Linked DNA regions of Sus scrofa: all the other regions are linked to region 3. The links are chromatin contacts, called in public Hi-C and HiChIP or PLAC-seq maps. All regions are on one chromosome and are shown on one strand. Each heading gives the region's core, a stretch centred on a gene start, on an enhancer-like site or on the middle of the called end of the contact. The rest is flanking DNA. Distances are from core to core; before and after follow the strand shown. Region 1 holds the start of USP35 (ubiquitin carboxyl-terminal hydrolase 35). Region 2 overlaps GAB2 (GRB2-associated-binding protein 2). Region 3 overlaps NARS2 (probable asparagine--tRNA ligase, mitochondrial).

Region 1 (3,218 bases), core at 8-2,507, 400 kb after region 3:
CTCACAGGATTTCAGGGGACAGGGCAGGGGGCTTCAAGTTCTCGCTCGACCTCTCCATACCCCAGAGCACAGCAGCCCCTCCAAACCCCAGCGTTGAGGAGCCCATTCCCTTTCCTCCCCGAGGCTCACACCCAGGCTCCCTCCTCTCACTCCCATGGGTGCCAGAGCCCCCTTGGGTCGGGGTGAAGGGACCAGGCTGTCCCTTTCCCTGGGCCCCCAGGTCTCTGGATAGCAGCATCTCTCTCTGTATTTTCTAACTGAACCTCTAGCCAAGGCAGGCCCTGGGAAGGATCCTCTTGCCCTACTACCCGGAGGCCCTGAGATAAAAAGGGGTGGGGGGCTCACTAGTGAAAAAGTAACTGGTCTTTTACCGAAAGAGAACAGAGGAGAGAGAAGGGAAGAAGGTGGGAGCACATACTCCCTCTGGGGGCCTCCCCTCACATACCTCTGATGGCCGCATCCCCACCCCCACCCCAGGCTTTCTGGAAGAGCGAGCACCGGTTTGACAACCAGGGTCTTCTGTTCGCGAGGGTTATTATAGGGGGCTGCACCGGAGCGGAGGATGCTGAGAATAGCAGAAACCCATTCTAAGTGGAGGCGGCCTCTTGGATCCCCCAGTTTGTACCCCAGCTCGGCCCCACCCCTTCCTCCAGTTACACCAGTGCACTAGCTTCTAGCCCAGGCTGGGGCTGCGGACCCCCTGAAAGGCGGGAGTAGCTTCAAGATACCGGGCGCGGGTACCCTCAGCCCTGAGAGGGGCGGGGGCGAGGGCAGGATCACCTATATGCACAATAGATAAAGAACGAGCTTGAAGCCCAGAGAGGGGCAGCCACTTGCCCAAGGTCACACAGCCAGGCCCAGGATGCACCCAGATCTCCCACCTCCCAGCACCCTACTAGGAATTCAAGAGCCCTAGGCGCGTATCCCGGCTCTTGAACCATTAGGGTGCAGACACTCCCTCCCCCCAACCCGCAAACATGCCTGAGCCCACTTACCTCTGGGACCCCAGTGGTCCCTGCCTCAGAGCCGGCTCCCGGGCGGGGCGCTCAGGCCAGGCTGGACCAGCCTGGGCCAGGCTAGGTCAGGGCGGGTCCTTTGCTTCCCCCGGAGTGGGGACGCCCTCTGCCAGGTTCCAGCTGGCAAAGATGCTGCTTCCACTGCAAAGCCCAGCCTCTCCACCCAGCTCTGCACAAGCCAGTCCCACGGCAGCTCGACTCAACCGCGCGGCCGCGGGGCTGCAAGGCTGCGGGGCGAAGTGGGGGGAGGGGCGAGGTGCGGGAAACGGGGCGGAGCCGGAGCGGGGACCACCCCGCGAACCGCCACTCAAGCCGCGTCCCCTTTAAGGCCAGCCGGCCTGAGCGCTGGCGGGGGCGGGGCGGGAGCTGGACGCCTAACTGCAATGTTTCCTGGGAGATGGAGTTCACTCTTGCGTGGCGGAACCGCAAAAGAGCCCATGGAGAACTACAAGTTCCGGATCGCAGCGCGCGGGTCCAGGGGCCGACACGCCCCTGGGCTGGGCTCCAGCCCTCCACCCTCCTCGCAAAGCTGCGCTGGCCGCCCGCGGAGGGGAGGTTGCAGAGCGAGGGCAGGAGGTGGGTGCGGCGTGGTCGGAGGTTCGGGGCGCAGGGATAGCCGGTGAGGGGACGCGGGCCCACCTGGGCACTTGTCCTACCATGAGAGGTCATCTAGCTTACCCTGGCCTCGCCATTCTCATCTGTCCAATGGGAATAGCAACACCTGTGACTGCGCGGGGGGAGGGGGGAGCGTTTTTGGGAAAGAGGGGGCGGAGCTGGTGGAAGGGGCCTGGATGGATGGATGGATAGATGATGTTAGGAAAAGCCCGGATCGAGAGGGCTAAGACTGTGGGAGGAGCATAGTGGGTGGGGCAAGGAGGGGCGGAGTGTCTAGGTAAGTAGGGGAACTTGCGCGAGACGGGAGAAAGGGGCTGCGGAGCTGGGGAGTGGGTGTTGAGAAAGCGACGAGGCCAGTGTGGGTTGGATTGGGTGGAGTGGGCCGAAGAGCATTGGGAGGGAGGGGCGGGGATGTAAAGATGAAAAGGATCCCTCCCAGCTCTTGTCAGCAGCGCTGAAACGGTTTGGGCAAGAGGGTGCCCAAATGGGTAAATGCCTGTGGATGCACGGAAAACCTTCTTTACCCATGACTAGAAATAAAAAGCTCATTCATCCCTTGTACTCAGTGCGTCACACTTACGATCTCATTCAGTTCACACCCTGTAAAGGTGTCACCATACCTGTTTACAGATGAGGAACATGCTCAGAGAAGTGAACTTGCCCCAAACCACCCAAGACTCCTTACTCCAAAGACCTTTTTTTCACTGCAGTGCAGCGAGGTAGGGGTTTAATCTGTAGTGAAAGCCAAGGAACAGACAGAAGTGTCAGCATCCTGCCCTCAGCAAGCTGTGTAACAGGACTGGCTTCCTCAGCCTTTCAGAATACCAACCTGGAAGGCAACCCTCCTGTGGTTATTGTGAAGGTGAGATGAGATGGATTTGAAAATCATTTGTTTATAAATTATTATTGTGAGGAGCAGGAAGAGCATAAGGAAGAGAGTGTTTGAAATGAGGTTCTTGTGCTTGAGGAAAACCCCAAGATGAAGCCTGAGAGTGAGGCAAGAGGATGAAGGAAAATTCTGGAAGAGAATGGGGAATGGTGACGAATGGGAGTCTACCCCAGAAGAGGGAGTACTTTGCTGTGCAAGCCAGGTCAAGTGGCTTCTCTGCTCCAGCCCACTTTTGCCTGCTGGACAACTCCTCAAGGAGGAGCCTGGGAAGCACCTTTTCTCTCTGGGGTGTAGGGGTAATAGAGCAGCTTGTGAGCTTCTTATATGAACTGGGCAAAAAAGGCTAAAAACTGTTGGCTAGAGAGGGAGGCCAGCAAGGAGAGGTGAAGGACAGTGCCCCCCACATAGTTCCCAGGACTGAGAGCCAGTCTTAATCCTGGTGGGCTGAGTAAGGCGGGAAGGTTGGTCCAGTTTATTGGGAGATGAATTTCTCACTCTGAGCATTGTCACTTATTTACTTCCAGGTAGTTACCTGAACCTTGCCCTGTGCCTCAGATTCCAAACTGAAAATCCAGGAGACTGTTTCAAAATTAAAAGTTTTAAAAATTCAGGAGAGGGTGATACACCTCCCTATTAGTAGATGACAGTTTGGCACTAGGAAAATGGATCTGACTGTATGGGGAAGAAATTTCTTCTCA
Region 2 (3,063 bases), core at 223-2,722, 280 kb after region 3:
CGGGGCAGGGAGCAGAAAGCTGCCCTGAGCTGTGTTTCCGAGCAGCCGGGTCCAAGTGCTCGCATTTGTGGCCCAGTTGTGGGCAGCTGTCCCTGACCCGCTGTACCACACACGAAAAGGCAGCAGCTCCTAGCACAGAGCTTGCATGAATTATTCATGGGCTCAGGAGCCATCCTCTGTTAGGAAAGCCCTCAGCCCTTTGAGTCCTCTGAGCTGAGGGCTTCTTCTTCCCCGTTGTCACCCTCTCTCCTCTATTCCGTAACTGGTCCAGGGCCTGCGCAGCCGCTCGCTCTCACGTGCATGCTGGAAGGTGTGCTAGCTGGTCTCGAGTCCCAGCCCTGCTGTTTATTTGCTCTGCAATGTTGAATAAGGACCTCTTATCTCTTTGAGGTGTTATCATCCAAAGTGGAGATGGAGCTCCCTCTCTCGCAGAGGGCTTGGGAGGAAGCTGGGCAAGTGTAGAGGCGCACGATGTGAGCAGTGGCTGCTTGTTTCCCAGCTCTCTGTGTCACGTTTGTGGTGAAAACGGTGATCTTTCTATCTGTAGGTCAAGATGAACAGGATATGATTTAAGTATCTTGTGTTTTTAGAGAACTTTTCAGTCTACAAAACACTTATGCAGTCTCCTTTGAGGATAAAGAAACAAAATAAGATAGACAGGGCTGCTAGCATTATTCCTACAGGCAAGCAAGGAAGCTCAGGTCTAAAGGCACTACCCTTGCCAGAAAGCAGTGTTGCCAGGTCAAGAATCCCAGGCTTTTAGCTCCATCGTGGGGCTAAGTGCTCTAACTCCTTCTCATTTATCTGAACCCCTTTTCACAGACCTGTTTACTGTGGCAACTTGTAAATCACAAAATAGCCAGCAAGGAAGAGGAGCGAGAAGTTGATAAGTCACTGAGAACTAAACATTTGGAAAGTCAAGTGCTATCTGTACATTAATATTAATCTCTGAGGGCTAAATTAGCAAGATAACATGATCCGTCTCAGAGCAGCCAACTACTGTGAAGTAGAGCTCGGGGAGTTTAAGTCACCAGAACCCTGTTTGTAATTCTTAAAGATTTTGAAATAAGGCCAGAGCCGCCTCCATATCCTGTCTGTTATTGTAGCTTTTTCCTTCTCAAACTCCCTGGCAGGAATGTCACAGTGGTCGCATGACTAACTCTATGCAAAGACAAGGTCCCTGAGTTCCAACCAACTGTTCTTTATCTGTTCCCCATCTTTTCTGTATGAAAATTTGGGGAGAGACTGCCTTCCCTTAAATATTCTGTAAACATTTGAACTTCTAGTAATTCATGAATTTCCCCGGGAACTCAAGAGCAGAATTATTCCAAGTCCTGGGGTCAAACGATACCCATAGGAGTGCTTTGGGGGAAGTGTTATCGGGGTCTTCAAACAGCTCCTTCCTCTCCAGAGAGAATGATTGGTGCCTTCAAGTTCAGGACCCGTTACTCCAGCTGGACTTCTGAGAGCGGGGAGGGCTGCGGTGGAGCCGGGCGGTCCATTCCAGTGCCTTCGGGTGACCTGGTCCTTCTCCCCTGACTAATGAGTGGAAGAACCAGAGGAGAAGCAGGGTTTGGGGGGAGTGGAGGAGGGTGGGGACGAAAGAGACCTCAGCCTTTCTCTCATTCCTGGGAGGCCTTTTCCTCCTTTCTTCCCTACACTACCCTTTTTTTTTAACTGAGTTCAGATCTCTCGACTCCTCTGGGGGACCCTTGTTGGAAGCTTAGAGCAAATGTGGAGGTGATAACGTGGCTTCTCCCCAGGCCGGCACAGGTCCCCTGAGGAGCCAAGAGCAGAGCGGAGCCTGACCCGGGCCCCAGCCCAGAGGCGGAGGCTGCGGGCTGAATCACCCACCCTTCTTTTCCCACTGAGACAATGAGGAAAATAAACATCCAAACCAGTTTCCAAACAGATCTGAAATCCTCACGCCTTAAAAAAAAAAATAACCCTGAAGTATCAGACCTTCCTCCTCGATCTTTTGTTGGTTTGTTGTTGTTTCTGTCTGCAGCTGGGTCTGGTCACCCTGAGAGTAGGCCTTGAGGTGGGACATGAACTCCATAAAGTCCCCACAGACACTTTGGCTTTATCCTAGAGCAGGCTCAGGCCCTGCAGCAAAGTCCAGACCCTCCGGAGGAGGAAGGGGAGACAGGAGGAAACCTGACCCTCTCCTCTTCATTCTAAGCCTTGATCCTCCTTCCTGCTCTCCCTTGTATACCAGGCACTCCTCCTCACCTCCAAACCCCCCCGCCCCCTGCCGCCAGCCAGCATAGACTCAGTCTAGTGTTACCTGCCAAACCCACAGGCTGTTAGAAATGAGAGTGTTTCATCGAAGCTCCTCAAGACCAGAAGCTTTGGATAGCTCCCAAACAGCCCATAAGATGCTCCCCCTTTTTTGTTTTTTGAGTGCTTCTTATTATCTCTGTGAAGAAAAGTAATAAATCATTGTTGAATTGGTCCCAGACCAGATTCCAAAGCCCAGTGAAACTCTCATTTTTTTGCTAAAGATAGAATTAGGACTTTGAATTTAGTGGTAAGGTCACCTTGAACCTCTGAAGCTGGGTTTCGTTTGTTTGTTTGTTTGTTTCTTTCTTTCTTGTTTTTTGGGGTTTTTTTAGTGCCGCACCTGCAGCATATGGAAGTTCCCAGGCTAGGGGTTGAATTGAATTGAGCTGCCGGCCTATGTCGCAGCCACAGCAACTTGGGATCCAAGCCACATCTGCTACCTATGCCACAGCTCATGGCAACACCAGATCCTTAACCCACTGAGCGAGGCCAGGGATTAAATCCGCATTCTTAGATACTATGTTTCGTTACTGCTGAGCTACAGTGGGAACTCCTGAGGCTGTTGGTTTTGATAAACCACTTCGTTATGTAGAGTTCTACATAGGACTCTGAACTCTGCAGAATCAGTGGGTATGCTCATCTTTATCTAGAATCTGAATTGGGAGTCAAAGTTCTGAGTTTTGGTGTGGTTTTTTTTTTTTTTTTTTTTTTTTTTTTTTTTTTTTTTTTACTGCACCCATGGGGCATGGAAGTTTCCAGGCCAGGGAGTGAATCAGAGCC
Region 3 (3,191 bases), core at 617-3,116:
GCTTTAAGTCAAATCATTGAAATATTTAAAATATACTTTGAAATCTGAATCCAGTTATGCTTGAGTTTATAACTTTTAGTTTTAATTTGATTCAGATGCCCACATTTTAACCTGAGCATAGCTCAGAATAATAACATCTAACATTTAAAACATGTTAAATAGGGAGTTCCCATCGTGGCTCAGCAGAAACGAATCTGACTAGCATCCATGAGAACATAGGTTTGATCCCTGGCCTCGCTCAGTGGGTTAAGGATTGGTGTTGCCGTGAGCTGTCGTGTAGATTGGAGATGCGGCTTGGATCTGACACTGCTGTCGCTGTGGCTGTGGCGTAGGCTGGCCAGTAGAGCTCCTGATTTGACCCCTAGCCTCAGAACCTCCATATGCCTCAGATGCGGCCCTAAAAAAAAAAGGAAAAAAAAATCAACTAATATCTTTATAGTACTTCACTGTCATATATGTTATTTTGTTGGTGTTTTTAATAATGTTATTAGACTCTTAGAGTTTCTAAAAGGAGTAATTCACCTTAAGTGATTACTTAAGCTTTAGGTATTCCAAGCAGGAAGAGAAATAGCATTTATTGAATACCAAGTGCATTTCAGGCACCATGTCAAATTCCTTTGTTTATATTATATAATCTTTTCAGCAACCCTTTGCAATAGGAATTAGTTTGCCTTTACAAGGGCAGAAACTATGTGTCTCTTGTACATTATTATATAATATCTGGCATGTGATAGTTGCTTTATAAATATTTGTTGAATGAATTATCTGTGTTTTTTTCTTTCTTTTTTTTTTTTCTTTTGGCCTCCCGTGGCTTATGGCTTATGGCATTCCCTGGCCAGGGATCAGATCCAAGACTCCAGATCCTTAACCCACTGTGCTGGGCCAGGAATTGAACCTGTGCTCCAGAGCTCCCAGGATGCCACCAATCCCATTGCACCACAGCAGGAACGCCTCTTTTTTTTTTTTTTTTTTTTTTAATGTTAGGAAACTAGGCCCAGGTAGAATTTATCAAAAGCCACACAGTAAAATACGGAGTTGCAGTTTAAACAAGATCTATTAGGCTGTAAAGTAAATGCCATTTGTCACACTCTAATGACTCCTGAAGTTGGGCTTTTGAGAAAAGATAGCAGAACCTTGAGTAAAGTTCTGAGATTAAAGAAGACTTTTTATTAGGTACAGACAACTGTTGAGAACACTAAAGTGTCCTTACCGTTTCTCTTTGACCATTCTTCCAAGACAACCTTTTATTTTCCTGCGGGAAGAGAATAACAACATTTACTGATGACTTACTGTTGGCAAGAACTACGGGTTGAGTACTGCTCTTTTTTGTGTAAATAACCTGTTAATAATACTTAGCTTATTTTTATTAAATATTGTACAGATGTAAATATTGTACAGATGTAAAATAAGCTATGTAGGTAGTGTAAAGCATACACATGGTCCCACTAAACTTAAGAATAAACTTAAGAAATATGCAATTATTAGTACTTTTTATCCCCCACTTTGTGCCCCCTGCATTCCATCTTCCCACCCTCTTTCCACTATGCTGATTTTGTGTTTTGTTATATCCATACTTTAAAAAAAATAGTTTCACCACATGGATGTCGCCCTAGGCGAAATACTGTTTTGGTTTACATGGGTCTCAACTTACACCAATGGAATCATCATCTTTTTCTGTAATGAGCTCCCCCCCCCCCGCCATGATTTCAATTAAATCAGAATCTCTGGGATGTAGGACTCAAGAATTCGTATTTTTTAAGGCTCTCTCAGTGGTTTCAGTATGCCTTCAAGGGTCATACAGAACAGTGGAAGTGCATGTTCATAGCTTCCACTTTGTTAGAAGATCCTGATTTTTAAAAAGGAATACTGAATTTTAAACTCCCACCAGCAGGGTGTGCTGTTCCACGCCTTACCAGTACCCAATATTTCCAGTCTTAAAATTTTGCCAACCTCATGGATGTAAAAGGGTTTTTGTTGGTTTTGGTTTTGGGGTTTTTTTTGTTTGTTTTTTTTGTTTTTGTTTTTTTTTTTTTTTTTTGCTTATTAGGGCTGCACGTGCAGCATATGGAGGTTCCCAGCCAGCAGTCGAATCAGAGGCGTAACTCCTGGCCTGTGCCACAGCCACAGCAACACCAGATCCAAGCCACGTCTGTAACCTGCACCATAACTCAGTGGCAATGCCAGATCCTTAACCCACTGAGCGAGGCCAGGGATCCTAAAATGGGTTTTTGATGTGATTTTATTTATTTAATTTTTTTTGAAGTGATTTTAATTTGCTTTTCCCTGGTAAGCTGTGATTGATCATTTTTTCTTACAGTTATTGGCCACTCATTTCCTCTTCTATATTTTCTGTTGTGTTGTCTTTTCATATCGGTGTTTTTGCATCCTTGGCTATCAATCTTTTGTTGAGTGTATGTTGCAGATGTTTTCTCTCAGCTTGTGGCTTGCCTTTTCTCTTTTATAATACAGAGATTAATTTAAATTTTAAATTAGAATTCTTAATTTAGTCAAATTTCAGTCTTTTTTTGATGTTTTGTGCTTTTGTATCTTGTTTAAGAAATCCCTTCTGTATTATGTACTAAAAGTTTTATAGTTTATACTTTACACATGTCTTTAATTTCTGGAATTTAATTTTGGATATGATGCAAAAGTCCAATTTTTTTCCAAAATGGATACCTAATTATTTAAGTACTATTTATTGAATAGTTCATTTTTCTTCCTGTGATTGCAGTTGCCAGCTCTGTCATAAATCAAGTTTCCATATATGTGTGTATCTTATTTCTGTGTGCTCTATTATCTTCCATTAGTTTTTCAGAATATCCCTGTGCCAGTGCCTCACTCAATTGCTATAGCTCTTTGCTAAGTCTTCATAGGCAGTAAAGCAAATCCTGCCACCTGATTTAAAGAATTTCCTGATCCTTTTCTCTTCATACAAACTTACAGATCATTTTGACAAGCTCCAAAAACCTCTGTTTGCTCTTTAATTGGAATAGCATTGATTCAGTAGATCGGTTTGGAAAAACTGATATCTTTGTGGTATTAAGTGTTACTATCACTGGACGTGGTCTATTCATATGTTTAGGAGTTCCTTAATATTTTTCAATACAAGTTAATTTTCTAAAGATTGCACATACCTTTCTTAGATTTATTCCTAGACACTTTATATTTTTTTGTGGTATTAGAAGTGTTCT

What was found. A called contact is a pair of places that touch in the nucleus more often than the background predicts. HiChIP or PLAC-seq counts read pairs in DNA pulled down with a chosen protein or histone mark.
Region 1: a Hi-C map of alveolar macrophages shows a contact between it and region 3, with 1.9 times the contacts expected there. The contact joins the promoter of USP35 here to the enhancer-like site in region 3. A contact is called at or near these places in 1 of 5 promoter capture datasets (fetal liver), 2 of 47 Hi-C or Micro-C datasets (alveolar macrophages and embryonic fibroblasts) and 1 of 2 datasets of contacts at active chromatin or transcription factors (alveolar macrophages).
Region 2: an H3K27ac HiChIP or PLAC-seq map of alveolar macrophages shows a contact between it and region 3. The contact joins two enhancer-like sites. A contact is called at or near these places in 5 of 47 Hi-C or Micro-C datasets (embryonic fibroblasts, epiblast stem cells, fibroblasts and 2 more) and 2 of 2 datasets of contacts at active chromatin or transcription factors (alveolar macrophages and skeletal muscle).

What each region holds. Positions count from the first base shown.
Region 1 is chr9:12,584,067-12,587,284 of Sscrofa11.1, reverse strand. USP35 (ubiquitin carboxyl-terminal hydrolase 35) reads right to left here and starts at 1,257. Exons shown (of 13, transcript XM_013979184.2): 1 at 996-1,257. It overlaps KCTD21 (BTB/POZ domain-containing protein KCTD21), which reads left to right and starts at 1,428. Exons shown (of 2, transcript XM_021062565.1): 1 at 1,428-1,592.
Region 2 is chr9:12,709,805-12,712,867 of Sscrofa11.1, reverse strand. All of the region lies in intron 2 of GAB2 (GRB2-associated-binding protein 2), which reads left to right. Among named protein-coding and RNA genes, the nearest start is that of USP35, 130 kb to the right of the region's middle. Within about 2 kb of position 1,472, at least 27 of the 83 cell types and tissues checked have an H3K27ac peak or open chromatin away from gene starts, as enhancers often do. A contact at or near this core is called in alveolar macrophages, where this site is marked.
Region 3 is chr9:12,986,001-12,989,191 of Sscrofa11.1, reverse strand. The region is part of intron 5 of NARS2 (probable asparagine--tRNA ligase, mitochondrial); the gene reads left to right. Among named protein-coding and RNA genes, the nearest start is that of NARS2, 23 kb to the left of the region's middle. Within about 2 kb of position 1,866, at least 5 of the 83 cell types and tissues checked have an H3K27ac peak or open chromatin away from gene starts, as enhancers often do. A contact at or near this core is called in alveolar macrophages, where this site is marked.